Regions from separate parts of the Mus musculus genome. Here region 2 is linked to region 1. The links are chromatin contacts, called in public Micro-C maps. All regions are on one chromosome and are shown on one strand. Each heading gives the region's core, a stretch centred on a gene start, on an enhancer-like site or on the middle of the called end of the contact. The rest is flanking DNA. Distances are from core to core; before and after follow the strand shown.

Region 1 (3,495 bases), core at 302-2,801:
ACTGCATCCAGATGGCCCTGGCACCGCCGCCGTAGGCACCACTGCAGCAATCCCAACCCCGCGTGCGCCGCTTGGCGACAGTTCCCCAAGCGGCTCCCTTCATACGGGGGTTATCAAAAACCGTGTACTAGGCACCTTGGACTGACCAAGACTAGGGCGAAAGGCGTTGAGGCTTTTAAAATAAGGCGCTGAGGTCAGGGATTGGCTGACTCCGCCAGGATAGAGGCGTCTAGGGACCCTATGAGGCCCCTATCCGCCCCTTGGTAAGAAGAGGGTTAGAAGTTTTTGTGAACCAGCAGTCTGCTACCACTTTTGGATCCTCTTCTGCCCTCTGGCGAGAGATAAGAAATCATACCCTTTGGGACATATCACGTAAATACACGCGCGCACGCGCGCGCGTTCACACACGCACACAATTCGCACGCACGCTCAAACTTACACCCATTTGTAAAAAGCTTTAAGGTACATACAACACACCTGAACATTTATTCCCTTCTCCTCCCATCCCGAACTCGAGCGCGCAGAATTTCACACAGCCCTCGCGTGGCTCAACCAGAGCAGAAACCAGCGAGCACACACTAGTACTCCCGCCCTGGTCCTGGTTCCCGACAGGAATAAAAGGCCAGCACTCAGCTACACCTGCCCAAGCGTCTGCGCGCGCGAGCACGCGCACATACACTTGCTCACACGAACTCCTAGACACACTGGTCCTATAGCTATGCAAACCGCCCTGAGGGTCTAGGAAGAAAAGAAAACGTGACATTTTGCAGTCTTTAAGGGACGCAAACGATCGCGAAGGGCAGGGCAGGAGGAGGGGCGCTGAGTGGGAAACTGCTCTGAAACTGCATATCTTCTGGGAAAGTTGGGAAATCCTCACCCTGAACAAGTCAGGGGGTGGGGGTGGGGAGGGGACTTAACACTACTGCATGCGCGCGCGCGCGCGCACACACACACACACACACACACACACACACACACACACACACACCAAGAAGGGATTTCTCTAAAGGCATGGCGCCGCAGAGGCTACGGGAACACAGCCTTCCCGATCTCCCAAGGTTGGGAGGGGGCCGGAGACTGAGTGGTCTAGATGGAGAACTACTCCCTCCTCCTAGTAGCCAGCAAAGGGTTAAACCGGCAGGCCGGGAAGCGAGGGAGGAGCCAGCGAGTGCGGGAATGGGGGGGGGGGGGGAGCGCTTCTTCGCTGTCCCCACTCTCCCTCGGCGAGCAGCCGGGGCGCACGGACCGACCGACTAACCGACTCCCTGCGGGGCCGCGCTGCTGAAGGGGCGCGGACACCGGGTGTCCAGGGTCAACCCAGCCCTTTCCATCCCGTCGTGCCCCGCCCCGTCCCGTCGGGGCCGATGGCTCCTTCCGAGGCACGGAGTCCGGGGGGCGCAGGGTAGAACTCCGCAGCCCCGCTACGTAGCCCGGGACTCCCCGGGTCCTTACGGAGCCCCGCGGAGTCCCCGCCGTCTGTCCGGCGGGATAAGGGAGCGAGTGGGAGTGCCCTCCCCCCCGCCGCCCCCTCCCCCGATCGTCGAGACAAGATGCTGCCCGGGCTCCGGCGCCTGCTGCAAGGTAGGGACACCGGCCGGCGGGAGGACACTAGAGAGAGAGGCGCCCCTCTCCTTGGGCACGAGGGTGGGGCAGTGAAGGGGGTGGGGTGGGTAGGGAGCAAAAAACCGCTTAGCGCGGGAGCGGCGCCTCCGCCCCCAGAGCTGCCAGCCGCAGGAGGGCACTGGGCTTGGAGCCTGCGGGAATGTGCGGGGAGCTCGTGACCAAGGGGGGACGCGGAGGGCAGACCGAGCTGGCTGGGAGGAGGAGAAAGAGGCTCAGGTTCTGTTGTCCCGGCTCCACCTGCTCCGGGGGGACGCTGAGGACTCGGGCCGGCTGGGGAAGCGCCGACTCAGCAACTCCTCGTGCCCGGTGTCTCAGCACTTTCCAGTCACCTGGGAAGACAAGCCATGTGGGTAGGGGTCTGCCTGGGAATGAAGGGGGTAGAGAGAGATTCCCCAATGGCCCTGCCTAGTCGCATAGATGGAGGGGCTAAAAGGAGGCTAGTTCCGAGCACTGAGTGACAGCCAAGGGTGTGGGCTGGAGACTGGGGGCGGGGAGGGTAGGGGTCGGAGGGAGGAGGGGAGTCAGGATGAGAAAAGTGTCTAGGGAGGTGGGGGTGAGAAAGAGGAGGTGGGGGGCGGGATAAAGGAGGGGTAGGAGGAGGCATAAAGGTTAGACGACCAGAAACTGGGGTCCAGGGGAAGACCAAGGAAGAGGGAGGAGAGGGTGACCAGTTCAGGAGAGAGGTGTACAGGGGCATAAAAAGCTAGAGGGGAGCGGGGGGGGGGGGGGAGATAACCGGAAGGGTGAGGACTGGGGCTCTAGGAGATTGGAATGGAAAGGGGATGGGAGGACTAGAAACCAGCGGAAGCTAGTGAGGAAGGATAGATGTAAGACTCAGACACCAGGAAAATGGTCACCAGGGGTGGGGGCCGGGATCCCTACGCGGTAGAGTGATTTGAGACGGATTAGGATGTCAACAGAAGCCAGAGAAGGAGATGGAAGAGAAGCGATGGTGCCCAGGGAGTAGACAAAGAGGCTCTGGTAACCACTTCCACGTGGGAAGCTCTCCATTCCAAAGCGCCTGCCTGGTATAGCCCTTCTCTCAGGAGTAGCTGCTGGGCTAGTCCAAAGGACCCTGAGCTCGGGGTCTGGGTTAGAGCTGAGGGAAGGAGCGTGAGCACTTTGTGTGTGGGGGTGGGGGGCAGCCTCCTTGGGGTGGGTACCTGGGCTGCCTCAGCGCTGCCATTTATATCTCCAAGCCCCGACGTCGGATCCTGCCGCCCCACAGTAGCTGCTTATTTTGGGGTGTTACATTCTGGCAGAGTGAGAAGCTGTTTGCAGCAGCTTTAAAGCCTCCAGTCACCTGCATCGGTGCCTCCTCAGGCCCCTGCGTCACTGGTATGCCATCGCCCCCCTGCCACTCCCAAGGCCCCCCACCTCCTCACCCTCTGCCCCCTCAGCATCTGCCTGGCAGGCCCCTGGCTCTTCTCTGAGGCAGCGTTTGAGGTGTGCAGATGGTGCTTGTATTTAGGACCCAGCACCTTCTTTCTACAACTAGAGGCCTGTCTACTTTTACTGGGACATCTCTGCCCTATTATGGTGCACCCTGGTTCCTGCCTTGGACACTGCCCCCCACCCCTTCCTCCTCAAGTTTCTTATTCCCAGGGGCCTCTGGCCTAACGGCTGGCACAAGCTGAGAACTTTATCTCAGATCCTGGGTACTCCAAGGTCTGGCAGCCCTTGGGCTTTGACCATGATCCCTTGGTGAATGGATCCTTTTGGCTCTGGGTACCTTAGCCTTCCGGGGATCAATATCATGTTGTAGTCTCTCTCCACTCCCTCCTGTGGCCAGATCTGGCTATGCCTTTGGTCACTGATCACCTCTTCTTGACTCTCAATTGTGCTGTGCTCTAGAGTAACCAGAGCCTGGAA
Region 2 (3,495 bases), core at 431-2,930, 5.7 Mb before region 1:
GTCTGTGAGGATCAGGGGCAGGTACAGTTCTATTAGCATTATAACTCCTTTCCTCTGGGCACCATGGAAGGTGCTTTATTTATTTATTTGTTTATTTTTATTTTTTAATTTTTTTGAGATGAAGTCTCTTTATGATGTTACCCCAGCTGTCCTGGAAATCACTCTGTAGACCAGGCTGGACTTGAATTTACCTCCTCCTGTTTCTGCCTCCTGATTGCTGTGACTAAAGCTGTGTGCTACCATGCCTGGCTGGTGTGAGTGCTTTTAAAAAACACCTGTTTCTGCCTCAAGAAGAGTGAGGCAGGGAGGAACATAACTCCTGTGGGCTGTGATAACCAGATAGTGTTTAATCAAATGCAAAATACCAGAGGACAGGTGCAGCCCCTTTCCCCTCTGTTCTCTGCGTGAAGCTGGGACTCTGAGGCCCAAGGGATGCCTAGAAGCAGGCTGGACACCTGGTGGTCTACATTCCAGTTCTCATAGGGTCCAGACTAGATTCACTTCACTATCTTGGCTGCTCAGGTCTTCCCAAATAGAACGCTCCTGTTTCTCTGTTTCTCAGAAGGTCAAGGTTGAAGAATCTGCCTTCTGATTTTTTTTTTTTTTTTTTTTTTTTTTTTTGCCAAGTTGCTCCCACTTCCTGCCACACTGCTCCCCTCTCTCTGCCCGGTGAAACCCAACCATCCATCAAAGCCCAGCTCAAGTGTCACCTCTTCCTTTGGTCAGAATCAGTCTTTCCCTCCCTAGCATGCCTTGGTTTGGTACTGTCTGTCATTACTTCTAGGTGCAGTAGATAGAGCTCTTTGGTTTCCTCTCGTGAGCCTGGGCACAGTAGCAGTATTCGTGGTAATTTGTAACTCCTTTCAGATCAGGACTTGTGATGACAGCTGCCAGATGGGCTCACCTTATGTCCCACCCTCTTTGGGACTTTACCCATGATCTCATTTAATCGCCAGGCAAGTCTCGGTAGACAGGTACCCGTAGTATCTTCCTGTTACACAGGAGCATAGAGTGGTCAAGAGAGGTGAGGCATCTCTCTCCAAGTCACACAACCAGGATTACACAGTTAGTATATAGCACAGCTGGGCTTGCCATATGCCACAGCTGGGGCTCTAATCACTGGACCAGCTTCTGTGCAGGCTCTCTGACTTCCTGGCCCAGCGTCTGGGGAGAGAACAGAATACATGGTGTGCTTCCAATAGTTTCGGGGGGTTCACCCACACCCTCCCCCAAAGCCCACCCACGGGCCAGGCTTCACCAGATTGCGGTCTAGAAGCAAGCACGACTGTGACCTGGGCAAGAGGCACGCTCAAGCCAGAGCCAGGGAGGGAGTCCCAGGCTGAAGAGTCCCTACTGACCCATCCATACTAGCTCGTGGCTCTGGAACAGTGGAGCAGCGTCCCGGGTCCCGAGTCCCAGGAATGTGGGAGGGCTAGGCGGACAGGGAGGGGGCGCTTCCTCCGGCCGCGGGAGGGGAGACGCCAGAGCGTGCACCGGGCTCGCCACCGCCCACTCCCCGCCCGCCGCCAGCTCGCTGGGGGCGGGGGCCGCGGCGAGAGGGCGGCGAGGGGCCGCGGAGCACGGCAGCGGCCGGCCCGCCCGAGCGGGAGGAAGCGATGAATATTCAGAGGGGGAGGGGAAGAGAGGGGGCCGAGCGCTCGGCGCGGCTCCCTGCAGCCGGAGCCGCATGACGCGCGGAGGAGGCAGAGGGAGCAGCCGGGGCCGCGGGAGCCGGGAGCTGGGAGCCACGCGCGGAGGGTGGGCGCCGCTCGCTCCGCCCCGCGAAGCCCCTGCGAGTCTAAGGCCGCGGCCGCTCCGCGCCAGGCGCGCTAGGCTCCGCCGTGTGGCCGCCGCCGCCGCCGCTGCCATGTCCCCGGGGAAGCCCGGGGCGGGCGGAGCGGGGACTAGGCGGACCGGCTGGCGGAGAAGGAGGCGGAGGCGTCGGCTGGAGACGGAGACGAGGGCGCCCGGCTTCGGGCACACGGCGGGGCGCGTCCCGGGCACGTTCCAGGGCGCGCAGGGCATGAAGCCCGCGGCGCGGGAGACGCGGACACCCCCGCGCTCGCCCGGGCTCCGCTGGGCGCTGCTGCCGCTGCTGCTGTTGCTACGCCAGGGCCAGGTAAGCTCTCGAGTGGGCCTGGGCGTGTGGTAGGAAGACGCGGGCCGAATTGGCATCGCCTGCACCTGCCCGGGTGTCACCCGTTCCAGGAACACCCGGCGAGGGTCTGAGAGATCGTGGTCCTGGGAGCCTTCCTCCTGGAGGAGGCTGGCAGGGATCTTGGCCAGCCTCCTGCTCCCGCCACTCAGCCCCTTCCCTGGCTCCCGGGTGCCAGGGGAAGGGCAGGATTCCGGGGTCCCCAGGGTGTCCCCCGCCGTGCCCGTTGACTCTTCCATAGAAGCTCCCGCATGGGCTGCAGGCGGCGGTGGCCCGGCCTTTCCCGGAGCTGGTCACGTCTGGCCAGCGCGGGCCCTGCTTGCGCGCCCGAAGCGGCCGGAGGGGGCGTGTTTGCGGAGGGCTGTGGATGCGGAGCAGGGACGGCCTGGCTGAGCCGAGGCCGACCTACGACCCGGCCTGGAGGGGCACGAGGGCTTGGACAGAAGGGCAGTGGCGGTGGCCGGGTGCTTGGGGACAGGCCCTGGCGCTGGGCGGTGGGCGAAGCGCCGGACTCAGAACCGAGGGCGCTTTTTGTGGGGGAAAGTTCCCAGCCTTGCCAAGGTGGCCGCTCAAAGGCGTCCCTTGAGGCTGCTGGCTCTGTTCTCATCATCGCTCCTGAGATAGTGCTGGCTTTTCTGGGTGTGCATTCGTGCTTTGTGGGCGCTAGCTATACCCCTCCCCTCCAGACTTTTCTTTTCTTTCTTTTTTTTTTTTCCTTGCTTCACTTTTTTTTTTCCGATAATGGTGGGACTCGAATTTTGGATCTTTTCTCTCAGTGGTATTTTCATGGCAGGGGATGTGATGCAAGGCAGCTGGGGGGACATTCCCATTTTGCAGATAGGGAACTGAGGGAGAGAAGTGAAAGAGTGGAATCACCCAGCTGGTGCTGCGGGAGCTGAGCAAGCGAGTTCTGCCTCACAGCCTTCTGGGAACTGGCTGTGGTCTTGAACTCTGCAGCTGAAAGTGGCCTGGAGGATGCTCTTGTCTTGCTTTTTGCTAATGAAAGTCTCACTTGCTTTATAGGTACCAGCTCTAAACAGACAGTGAGACACAAATGAAGCATAGGCTGGGGATGGAAACTGACTTTGAGAGAAAGCTTTGCACACACACAGACACGGGAGGGAGGGAGGGAGGGAGGGAGAGAGAGAGGGAGAGAGGGAGAGAGAGAGAGAGAGAGAGAGAGAGAGAGAGAGAGAGAGAGAGAGAGAGAGAATGAGAATATGAATTGTTCTAGAGGAAACATAGGCACTGGGGCAGCAGAGCAGGCGGGCAGAAGAAGGGAGCCTGAGTCTGGGCCTGAACTAATTGTCAGCAAGGGTAACTTATAGTTTCTAAAGCAG

The links. Hi-C and Micro-C count contacts between places; a contact is called where the count stands out from the background.
Region 2: a contact with region 1 is called in a Micro-C map of embryonic stem cells, with 2.5 times the contacts expected there. The contact joins the promoter of Ptprj here to the promoter of Rtn4rl2 in region 1. A contact is called at or near these places in 1 of 39 promoter capture datasets (cranial neural crest) and 1 of 484 Hi-C or Micro-C datasets (embryonic stem cells).

The regions. Positions count from the first base shown.
Region 1 is chr2:84,884,748-84,888,242 of GRCm38.p6, reverse strand. Rtn4rl2 (reticulon 4 receptor-like 2) reads left to right here and starts at 1,551. Exons shown (of 3, transcript NM_199223.1): 1 at 1,551-1,581. The coding sequence starts at 1,551.
Region 2 is chr2:90,578,780-90,582,274 of GRCm38.p6, reverse strand. Ptprj (protein tyrosine phosphatase, receptor type, J) reads left to right here and starts at 1,680. Exons shown (of 24, transcript NM_008982.6): 1 at 1,680-2,119. The coding sequence starts at 2,024. It overlaps Gm46752 (vegetative cell wall protein gp1-like), which reads right to left and starts at 1,520. Exons shown (of 3, transcript XR_001783391.2): 1 at 1,359-1,520; 2 at 905-1,164.